Regions from separate parts of the Mus musculus genome. Here region 2 is linked to region 1. A link is a contact called in public Hi-C data. All regions are on one chromosome and are shown on one strand. The core of a region is the stretch at or near the end of the contact, and the rest is flanking DNA. Distances in the headings are between cores, read along the strand shown. Region 1 overlaps Dlgap2 (DLG associated protein 2). Region 2 overlaps Dlgap2 (DLG associated protein 2).

Evidence for each region. Hi-C and Micro-C count contacts between places; a contact is called where the count stands out from the background.
Region 2: a contact with region 1 is called in a Hi-C map of muscle stem cells, with 1.8 times the contacts expected there. The contact joins two enhancer-like sites. A contact is called at or near these places in 1 of 15 datasets of contacts at CTCF or cohesin (the NIH/3T3 cell line), 19 of 484 Hi-C or Micro-C datasets (the C2C12 cell line, LSK cells, astrocytes and 10 more), 1 of 115 datasets of contacts at active chromatin or transcription factors (embryonic stem cells) and 1 of 9 other capture datasets (embryonic stem cells).

What each region holds. Positions count from the first base shown.
Region 1 is chr8:14,816,333-14,821,954 of GRCm38.p6, forward strand. All of the region lies in intron 9 of Dlgap2 (DLG associated protein 2), which reads left to right. Among named protein-coding and RNA genes, the nearest start is that of C030037F17Rik, 53 kb to the left of the region's middle. Within about 2 kb of position 2,384, at least 22 of the 459 cell types and tissues checked have an H3K27ac peak or open chromatin away from gene starts, as enhancers often do. A contact at or near this core is called in the C2C12 cell line and muscle stem cells, where this site is marked.
Region 2 is chr8:14,714,080-14,719,701 of GRCm38.p6, forward strand. All of the region lies in intron 5 of Dlgap2 (DLG associated protein 2), which reads left to right. Among named protein-coding and RNA genes, the nearest start is that of C030037F17Rik, 49 kb to the right of the region's middle. Within about 2 kb of position 2,477, at least 19 of the 459 cell types and tissues checked have an H3K27ac peak or open chromatin away from gene starts, as enhancers often do. A contact at or near this core is called in the C2C12 cell line and muscle stem cells, where this site is marked.

The sequences.
Region 1 (5,622 bases), core at 1,134-3,633:
AAAGAGGTGAAGGCTTTGGACAAGCTCCAGGTTGCTGTGGTGGTTTTGTTTGTTTGGTTTCAGTTTTGGTTGGTTGGTTGGTTGGTTGGTTGGTTGGTTGGTTGGTTTGGTTTTGGTTTTGGTTTTGATTTGGTTTGGTTTTTTTGTCTTTTCCTGCTCACTAAGGAGAGGGATCATGAGAGGCAGTAGGTAACCATGGCATAATGGCTAGGTTCTGGGTGCTTAGCAGAAACATGGACAAGTGGAGATAGAAGAGGATAGTTTTCCCAAGGTCACAAGAGCACACCATCTCATGTCAGTAGAAAGAGTGACACTGTTATTTCTCAGAGCACCAGGAAGGAGATACATGAAGCCCACCCCTCTGAAGGTGGTGTATGTAGACAATCTTGAGAGATGGCTCAGCTTAGCACCGACCACCATGACTTGTCTTCCATCCTGATTCTACCATTGTAGCTACATGGAGGTGAGCTCCAGATACTGGACCATGTGTGTTGTTTAAAGAATGCTGAGCAATTACAATAATCAATTCAAGACATCAAAATAATAAATATTAAATTGCATCAAAGCAAAAGTCCAGAGCCTTGCAGAGACATGGGACCTAGAAAAATGATTCCTGAAACCAACAGATTAATGGCATAATTCTCATGTGATGTCTGCAGTGTTTATGCTGGGCTGGTTTTATAAACCTGTAAGATTTAAGTGTTTCCAGACCCTTCCTCTGTGTCTGGGGATGTGATATCTATGGTCCCTAGTAGGTTGAATGATACTCAGTGTGGATTGAATGTGAAAATTAGTAATTATAGGTTTTCACTGCAGAACAGTTGACTGCAATTAAAGATACATATATTTGAATTTGCTTTCAAAAAGGCTTACTAGGAAAATATGATAGCTTAAGTAATGTGTGTTTAACCTCTGCAATAAGAAGAATCTCTCTTGGATGTTCTGACTGCAGCCAGAGCCAGTCAAGGATATCCCCTGACACTGCATTACTGGCACCAAGTAGATATTATCTCTGCCCCTCTACACAGGCATCATGGCCCAGCCTGAGTCAGTGAAAGCTGCCAACCTATTTTTTTTTTCTTGTCATTGAAGAAAAGTCACCTCTCCTATCTTCCTGCTAGAGTGTAGCAAGCCCTTCACTGGGTTTTGCAAGAGCCTGTTAATTCCTTAGCTGCCCATGCCCTGGGGTTCCTGCTCTGCAAAGACACCAGTGTCAATATTCCCATCTTTGCCCCATAACAAACATGTTGCCAGGCAAGAAGGCATGGAGTTTGGTTTCTCTGGGCTCTCTGAGGTCTATCCTAGCCGTCCCCATAATTACCATGATGATTTGCTAAAGAGCCATGAAGCAACAAAGTTTTGGTTGTTATATTTTCAAATGTTGGTTTTTTACTTAAACACACTCAGTGAGTCCTGCATTGTGAACTGGGGCATAGGACACTTTCTTGGGCAGGAATGAAGTAGAACTGGAGTGTATCTTCGAATTTCCTAGAAAGGCCAACTGCCAACAAATTTTTCTCAGGAGTTCACCTGATAGGAGATTTAATGTTCTTCAGCATGCTATGACAATATATGTAACTGTTGTAGGACAGACAAATCATTTTAGATGTGTTGAGATATACACTGTGTGTGTGTGAGTGTGTATGTATGTGTGTGTAACAGAGGTCAACTCACCTTATTTTTAAGAGACAGGATCTCTAATCAAATCTGGAGCTCACTGATTTGATGAGACCCCCACCTCCCAGGTTCTAGGATTTAAGCACTATTCCCCACTCCTGGATATTTTTATAAATGGGCTCTTGGGAATCTGATCCAGGTCCTAACACTTGTACGGCACGTGACTTACTCCCTGATGCATCTCCCCAGACCCACATGCAGATTTCTGTTGCTTCTTGATCCCGTGTTCTTCACTATTGGCATCCAGGCTTCCAGTGCTCTGCTGTAGACACTCGATAAGTCACCAGTTTCCAGCCTGTGGGTCACGACCCTTATCTCAGTCCAGAAATACTTCCATTATGATTCATAACAACAGCAAAATTATAGTTATGAAATAGCAGTGAAATAATTTTATGGTTGGGAGTCACCGCAGCATGAGGAACTGTGTGAAAAGGTTACAGCATTAGGAAGGTTGAGAGCTACTGCTATAGATGGTCTTCCCAGGTGGACCTGCCGTTTCCCCTGTGGGCACATGTAAGTGTGCACATGTAGTGCTTAATGTCCTGGATACACTACAAACTAGTAAGAGCTTAATGAAAAGAAGACTCTAAATGAAAGCACTCTAGTTTAGTCTTCTCAAACGTGGCAAGACCCGTGCTGACCAATATTGCCAAAGCTGAGAGCCAGGAGGCAGTGTGATTTGCCTGGACACATATGTCCCCACACGTGACGTCAGAGCGTAAGAGTCATATCGAGAGACAGAATGGTTAGCCCCTCTGAGGTCATCAGCCTGGTCACTATTGACATTCAGAATGAAGTCCATTTTGGGGAGTGAATTTATCTAAATATCCAGAGGTTTCAGCAGCACCAGACCCCATCTGGGGTGTGCCATAGCACCACAGCTCTACCCTCAAAAAACATCACCAGATATTCCAAGATCCCCCAAGGGAAAGAATAAACAGGATCACCACAGCTGTGGACATCTGTCCTTCCAACGGGGAAGGGTGGGAGACCCAGGAAACTCCATGATGATAGGACCCTCCTTGCCTGCCACTTGACCAAGTGCTTCGGCACCTTTCTCTGACCCACAGTACATGAGCTGGCTAACAGGCCAGTGGCCAGCATCTCAGAGAGATCTGCTATGCCTAAATCTCACTCAAGTTCACAAGTGAGAAGAGCAAACTTAGAAATAGTGGTACCTGACAGGTGTGTTCTGTATCTTTGCATGTGCATGAAAGACACGGCTTGGCTCTGTTCCTAAGAGTGTCACTGGGTGGGCTGGTACCTCTCCCAGGTCAGTACATGTACATTGCTGCCTTCTTCTAACCCAGCTAAAATCTGACCAGAGACCAGAGGCAAGGCAAGGGACACTGGTGCCAGCCATACCATGGAGACTTTTTCCTGGGTTTTCTATAGCTCTGGGTTTTCAAATACAGATTCAGATCATCAGTAGCTGTCAAAAAAGAAAGGAAAAAAAAAAACCTGTGTGGCCCATTGGAAGAAGCCATCATAGAGGTCAGCTGGCATCAGTGACTTCTGACCATCTCTCAGCGGCCAGCAGACGGATCCTCTTTGTTTTCCCCCCTAGCCTGTGTCCTACTCCCAGAAGCTGCCTGTGACCAGGCCTGATAAATCCATGTGGAAAAAGCCCGGCTCACTGAAAGCTTTCCTTCTATGTGCTCGACGGGGTGACCTTCCTTCTCACACTGACCTCTGAACCGGATCCTATTACATAGCTCTCCCTGTTATCCTGTCTGTATGTTCTGTGCCCTCCTGAATATCCACACAACTCCATGAGGACTCAAAGAGGCCAAAGGCAGTGCCCACCAGCAGGATGTTTCCAGCCACTGCCGGCCTCTCTAGGCTCTCTCAGCTAGACCTTGGCTCATCCAGTAATCTCACATGGGGGCTGGCAGTGTTTCTACCCTGTCTCAAACATGTTGTGAATGAGCTTTAAAATGTTTAGGTGTTTGCCTTTTGCCTTCATTATCCGAGAAATGCAGAACAATTCTCAAAAAAAAAAATTATAGAAAAACCATCACCTTTCTGGGCATGTGGCTTTTCTCTGTCTGTGTCCCACACTGAGAGCCCAGCATTCCCATGCAGATGCTAAGCTCAGGGATTCTCATGGAATTCTACTTGTGACTTTGGCTGCACTGTGAGGTTGGTGGGTCTTTGGCAAATATGGGCTGGATGTCAGATGTAGAGGAAACCAAGATCAGTGTGTCCCAGACTGAAGAGAGCCAGACTCCAATGAATCCCTTAAGAAGATAAACTGGGATGCTGGTCTTTGGTGGATGGATTCAGGAAAGACCTGGGGAGGCAACACTGGACAGAGCCGCAGTAGAGACAGGGTCGTGGGGGGGCAGGGGGAGCAAAGAAAACAGTCTAAGGAGAAGTGGTAGAGTAGGAAGACAGCATAAGTGTGGTGGGGAAGTGGGATGGGAGGTGTAGGGAGACAGGGTACAGAGGTAGGGGGATTGAGGCCAAGCACAAAGGTAGGGCTGGGTGGTGCGGTGAGAGAAGGCTCTGGTAGCTTCTGGGGAGGGTGGGGTAAGACCTGGGGCAGAGCAGTTGTTCAAGAGCCTGAAACTTCCACCCAGCACAGGGATCTAGTTATGTGGCCCTCAGACTCTAGGACCAGAGAAAAGAGGAACAAAGGAGATACCACACATATGTCTCCATCATTCACACCTTTGAAGTAATTTACTGTGAGGCAAGCAAGAGCTGGGATTCCAGGAGACACCCAGAGAATCTCCAAGTGGGATACGTCCCCCAGAATGAACCACATTGAGAAGACAGTGCTGCAGACAGTAGCACGTGCTTTCCATGCTTGGCATCATGGGATCAAGGGGATGGAGGAGGATGAGTGAGTCTCAGGGTGTTTGTAAAAGGTAGCCATGGAAGATGCCAGTGTGTGAACATCGGCAGAGGGTGGAGACACAGAGAGCAGTGGGTGGAGACACAGAGAGCAGTGGGTGGAGACACAGAGAGCAGTGGGTGGAGACACAGAGAGCAGTGGGTGGAGACACAGAGAGCAGTGGGTGGAGACACAGAGAGCAGTGGGTGGAGCAAGAATCTCACCATGCACATCTCTGAATCTGAAAATGTGGAATGCTTTTAGTTTAATAACTCTCTTTAGATAGATCCACATTAACAACAAAAAAAAAAAACTCAAAGAAAATCTCTTTTCTATTATGTGTGTGTGTGTGTGTGTGTGTGTGTGTGTGTGTGTGTGTGTGTGAATAAAAGAAAAGGAAAGGAAAGGGGGGATTCAAGGTACTTTTTCTGTGGCAGAAAAAAACTTAGCCTGATTTGTGACACCCAGCTCTCAACCAGCTTCTTTTTAAATTATTATTATTATTATCATTGTTATTATTATTATTATTTATTGGATATTTTCTTTATTTACATTTCAAATGTTATCCCCTTTCCCAGTTTCTCCCCTCCCACAAACCCCCTATCCCATCCTCCCTCCCCCTGCTTCTATGAGGGTGTTCCTCCACCCACCCACCCACTCCCACCTCCCTGCCCTCGATTCCCCTACACTGGGGCATCTGTGGAGCCTTCACAGGACCAAAGGCCTCTCTCTCTCTACCAGCTTCTCTCCTGACTCTTGCCACCGTTCCCTTTAAACTGCATTCCCACTCATCGGCATTATGTGCTGCCATGGTGAGCTCACTTCACTTTATTTGTGAGTGTTAAATAACAGCTACTCATTATGAAGAAATGTAGGAAATACAATCAGAAGAGAGAAAATTGCAAATACTGTCACTCACTGTGCAATAAATGTGACTGACATTTTCAATGTGCCCTGGTTTCTCACACCAGTGATTCCCTATGTGTGCATTTCATGTTTGTCTCTGATTTGGGACCCCGCCTGCTTCCCTCACCTGGTGTGGTAAAAGGGGTGTTGGCACAACATGGTGACCTTCATGAAATCAGTGGTATAGAAGTGTTCTGTTT
Region 2 (5,622 bases), core at 1,227-3,726, 100 kb before region 1:
ATTTACTGTTTATGTAGTATTGAGGAAGAAGCAGCCTTGTGAGTTTGATATGTTTCAGGAACTTCCTGAGACTTGTGGATTGCCTGTATCCTGAATCTTTTTAATATTATATTTTTGTTAACTCTTTGAAATTCTATATATGCACACAATATTCACTCTCCTCTGCTCCCCCTAATACCTACAGAGTCCATGATCACTTCAACTTTATACTTTCTTTTTCTTTTTTTTTTTATAACCCACTCATTCCACTTTGTGCTGACTATGTATAAATATGTGTGAGTTCATCTACTGGAACTTGATGGAACTATGAGAGGCGACAACCCTAAAAAGCTGACTACTTCTCCGCCCCCATCAGCAGTCATCAACTGTCAGTAGCTCCTCAGTGAGGGGTTGAAGCTCACAGGCTCCTATTCCCTCCCTGCTGGGATGCTGACTGGCTTGATATTGTATAGGTCTTGTGCAGACAATCACATTTGGTGTGAGTTTGTGAGAACATCAGTCCTGTGGTGTTCAGAAGATACTGGTCCTTCCCTGATCCTCCAAGTCTCTGGCTCTTACAGTCTTTCTTCTTCCTCTTCTGTGATGTTCCCCGAGCCTTGGTAGGAAAGTAAATGTGATATCGATTTTCCATTTGTGGCTGAGCACTCAAGTGACACCTGTCCTCTTCACTTTTACCAGTTGTGATTTTCGGGGCTAGCCATAATCCTCTGCACAAAGAGGCTTCTCTGAGGTCTGAAAGCTGTTCTAATCTAGATAGTATGTAGAGGACATTTTGATACTGTAACAGTAGGTTCATAGCTAAGGCCTACGGGCTCCCCAACCATGGTTCATGGTCAAGTTTACAGTACCAGGCATGTGTTTAAGGCAGGCCTTAAATCCAATTAAAAATAAAACAGCTGGTTATTCCCACAATAGCTGCGTCCCTATTGTACCCTGGTGCATATCTTGCCTGGTGGTCATTATTGTAACTTGCAGGCTTCAAGGCTGAGCATGACTGCTGTAACTTCTTTCTTCCAGCACCCGAAATACTTTCTGGTGCTATGAAAGCTAGTCAGAGGGGAAGGGGCTTCCCTATCAAAAACGGCTTAATTTATTCATGTCCTGTGACCACAGTATGGCATATCTTAAGCAATAGGCCCATACCATTGAGTTCTAGTGGATATCCAGTAGCCATTGCAATCACTTGCTTTGTTTGATGGGGTCTCCAGAATACCTCTTACCAACAGTTTGAGGGGAGGTATCCCACACCTGGCAGTGGGCTTTTTATTTTGCAACCTATGGCTTCTGAGAGGAGTATTATCCTCTGGCCAGGGTAGTGTGTGTGTGTGTGTGTGTGTGTGTGTGTGTGTGTGTGTACGCACGTGTGCTTATAAATAGTAGGTTCCCCTATTTTCTAAAACATTCTTAATGTTAGTTACCCCTTCTTCTACCCCATCCTCTTCTCTACCCTCACAGCTTCTTCCTTCAAGGATGGAATGTTTCAATCCAGAGGATGTTGCAACACAACAATATATGTGCATACCTGAAAACCCAAAGCTCATAATGAGCTAGCCTGTTTACATAGAAATCTTCTCCAAATATCAGGGTAGCAACCCTGTACTATTCCATACAGTGGCTGGAGTTTTTCTTTCGGCTAAATTTCAGGATTTTGCACACTTAGGGTTAGTTTACCTGATTTCTGAAACAGCCATGCAGGCTTGAGACAGAGAGTCTGGAATCACAGTTAGGGCCTATGGGGAGACAAGGTGAAGGCTTTCTCCATTCAGCCTGTGATCTCTCCTTCAACAAGAACTATTGCTTGGGAAGCCACATGGGTACCTTGTGTCTCCAAGGACTCCAGGCCACTCAGCTTCTTCATCAGTGTGGATCAATCGATTGCTATTCCCATACTCTTCTACCATTCACTCTACCTCCTACAGGTGCAGAGACAGTGTCCTAGACTATAATAGCAAAGTCAGCAGGCTCAGTATGGACTGTGCTTCCACACACAGCTGACCACTTGAGAGAAGCCAAAGCTCTCATCCAACACGGGAAGTAAACTCTGGCACCTCCCTCCCTCCAGATGGGATATAAATGTTGCATACAAATGGAAATGGTACTGAAAGGTTCAACCTATTCCTTTGGAAATGGGTGTGAGGTAATCGCAGATCCCAGAGAAGATCCATGGAGTCTATCCCCACACTAGAGTATAAGGTATGACTGTAGTGTCAGAATCTTATACAGGTTCAGCCTGTGATGAAGTGTCTCAGCTACCCACATCAGAAGACAGGTAAGAGAGAATGCCAGGACTGGGAGTAATGAAGAGGCCTGACTTGGCCTCCCCCCGACCCTGTGGAGAGTTCAACCTCCCTAGCTTTGCTGGGGTCAGATGCATAGTGTGTGTGATCATCACACTTGATGAACATACTTCATTATTGTGAAGGAAATTCTTCAGCCAGATCTGTGCACTTGTGACATGATGAGTCACCACGAGACGTGTCACCTCTATGTCCAGGCAGGATGAGTAAAGCACTGGGCTGGGTGAGGAAGAGCCTCCACGGGGACTGGCCTCAGAAATGGCTTTTGAAGTATAAAGAGGGAGGTGACAGTATGAGAACTGTGTGACAGACAAATAAAGGCCCTCCCCAGATGCTGATATCCGAGTCCCCTAACCTGCAAATATGTCAGGCCACATACAGGAGGGGCCTCAGGTGGCAACAGGAAACCAGGTCACTATCCTGCTAGCTGTACTAGAGTTTTTCCGTGGCTATCAGAATGAGTATATGTCATCAAAGTCCATCTGGAAGGCCAGCAAAGTCCGAGGGATCTGTTGCCTGTTGCCGGGGCTCAGAAAGTGTGTGACGTGAGTTTACAGAGCTTGCTTACGGGAGTATGGGTGACTCGGGCACCATAGGTGAAGACAGGAAAACTGGATATTCAAGCCCAGCCAACCTTCAACCTTGGGTATACGTTACGACCTCTGAAGATCTGGTGGAACTGGAATCTCACGTGAGGGTCTGATGACACACACAGCCCATTCTGTAGAGGAGCACAGTAGGCTTATTCTTGTGAGGGTCTTTGTAAGTAATCACAGACTCTCTGGTTTCAAGATGAGCAGCCATGCTATATCCAGAGGCCAAGTGTGCACCACAGGAGAAAAGAAAGCCAGAAAGGAAAGCAAAGCTATTTCCCATCTGGCCACTGCTCTAACCAGATTCTAGATTCTGCCACCAATCCCACATAACCACAGGAAAACACAGGAAAAACCCTGCTTTCATTTCTGTGACTGAGTGAGGTCACTGGGTGAAACGGAGCCAATGTGTCACCATGATCTCTCTCACAGCATGGGACTGTGCAGTCTGCCCATTGCAGAGCCACCCTTCTGCAGCTCTGATTGTCTTTGCAGCCTTGATGGACACCGTACACACTGATACTCTGTGCTTATATGAACTCTGCGCTCTTTGCCAACCTTCTGAATTTACTCGTGAGCCTTTTCGTCTCAAATTCTCAGCAGCTTCAGGAAAGTTGGCATTTTGTGGGTGATTTAAGTAGCAAACTGCTCCATGGGTTTGTCAGTTGTTCTCCCCTTTGACCTGATGCCTCCTGGAAAAGTGTTTTATTGTAGTCATATTTATTGGTCTTTTACAGAGCTCTTAGGTGGTAGGTCACTGTTAGTCGCTCAGCCCTAAGCAGCATTAAAGGGACTCACTGTTTGCATCTAGAGGTGTGAAGCTTCTCTTTCACATGATACCTCTTCTGGAAGTCTGAATAACAAACTTCCCTTAGGTCTGGGGTCAGGGATTCAAGCCGGTGATGTCCTGTAGGTTAATCACTTTCGATTTTGTTCTGATTCAGGGATGGGAAGTTGTTGAGCTGTACTTCCGTTATAGCCAATAGAATAACAAGAATGTCTTCCATATTTTTTTTTGCAAACATGGCAGTTGTGTTCTGACAGTGTTCATAACTACTACTGTCTACTCTTAGCAAAGACTGGAATATGTTGGGATGACACAGGCTACCATCCTCACACAGAGGAAGCACCTGTTGCCGTCTGTATGCAGAAGCATGACGCCATCGTGTGCAATTGTCCGCCTCACACAATGTTGACTCACCTGGGAAGAGCATCTCAGATGTATATCAGGCCGGCCTGTGAGTGTGCCTGGGGTTAGCATGAGAAGCCCCACTGTGAGCACCACCATTCCCTAGGCAAGGCAATCTGGACTGTGCAATATAGAGTGTTCAGCACAAGTATGCATCCATTCGTTTTTCTCTTCTCTTTATTGTGGATGTGATTTGACCAGCTGTGTCAAGGTCCTGCCTTGACTTCCATGCTACAGTGTACTATAACCTAGAATTATGAGCTAAAATAAACCATTTATCCCAACACTTGGACTTGTCAGGGTATTTTATAGCAGCAACAGAAATGAAACTAAAATTCACGGCCTCTCCCAAGACTTCAGGAATTCCCAAACACAACCACAGTTGTGTAATAGAAATAGCATACATCTTAAAAACTGTACTCTGAGGGTAATGCAGATGTTGTTTGACTTGGTCTCTGTGGTAACAATTTTTCTGAGCCTCATTCCATGAAACAAAATTTCCCAATCCATCTGTGTGACTCCAGGCCATTGGCCTCTTTGCATGTCACTTTCTTCATCTAGAACACAGGTTTATGCTGGTTGACCAGGGCTCAGCTATTAGTTGGTTTGGTTTCGTTGTTGTTGATGATGATGATGTTGTTGTTTTGTTTTGTTTTTTAATACTAGTGACCCATTTCTTCTATTTAGCCAAGTGTCACTCATTCATCCACTACCAACAAAGTACAACCCAGAATAATGACACTTGCTTAGTCCCTAGGAAACTTCAGTGCTTGGTATAAGGTGGAAAGTGGACAGATGAACTGGCCTGAATGTGTAGGAAGACAGACAGATGACTGTGAGCCTTGAGTCTGAGCCTATGCTTTTTAAACATTTTCAGGAACTCTCAGCAGGCTGTGTGTAGTAAGCATGATTTTCCTGGGCATTTTCTGAATAATGCCAGTGCTTCAAACGTGAAGGCCTCACCTCTCAAGAGGAGAGGCTCAGTGACAATATGGCCATGCTCCTGCTCACTTTCTGCCATGCATGACCACTCGTGCAGTCTGCTGCTCTGCAGAGGCACTGTTCCCTCCCTGCGGCACCTCATCCACAGGATACACTCCTAGACAGCTGCCGAATTCCTCTTGCTACACCTTGGCCAAGTGTAAGCATATTCAGACAGAGAACCGTGAGCCTAGAACAGTGGTAGCTCACAGCGTGGGTTTATAGTGTGGGAAACAGGAAACAGTTCCCATGTGAGCCCAAAGACATGGACACTACATGAGTTGGGGAGAGAGGAGAAGATGACACACACTCTAGATTCCTACCTGCAAGTATCAGAAAGATGGCTACTTCAGTGCTTATCAGCATGGAGTTCTCAGCAGCAAAGCTAACAGCAGCCAAGGTCCATAGGAACAGAAGAGCAGCCTGTGGCATCGAGGTAACCAAGATCCAGGGCAAGGGTCTCACCAGACAGTCCTCTCAGCACTCAGACAGGAGCTTTGCCATTCTGTCTGCAGTGCCCTTATACTGTTCTCATAGCAAAAAGAAATTGTTATTAAATTTA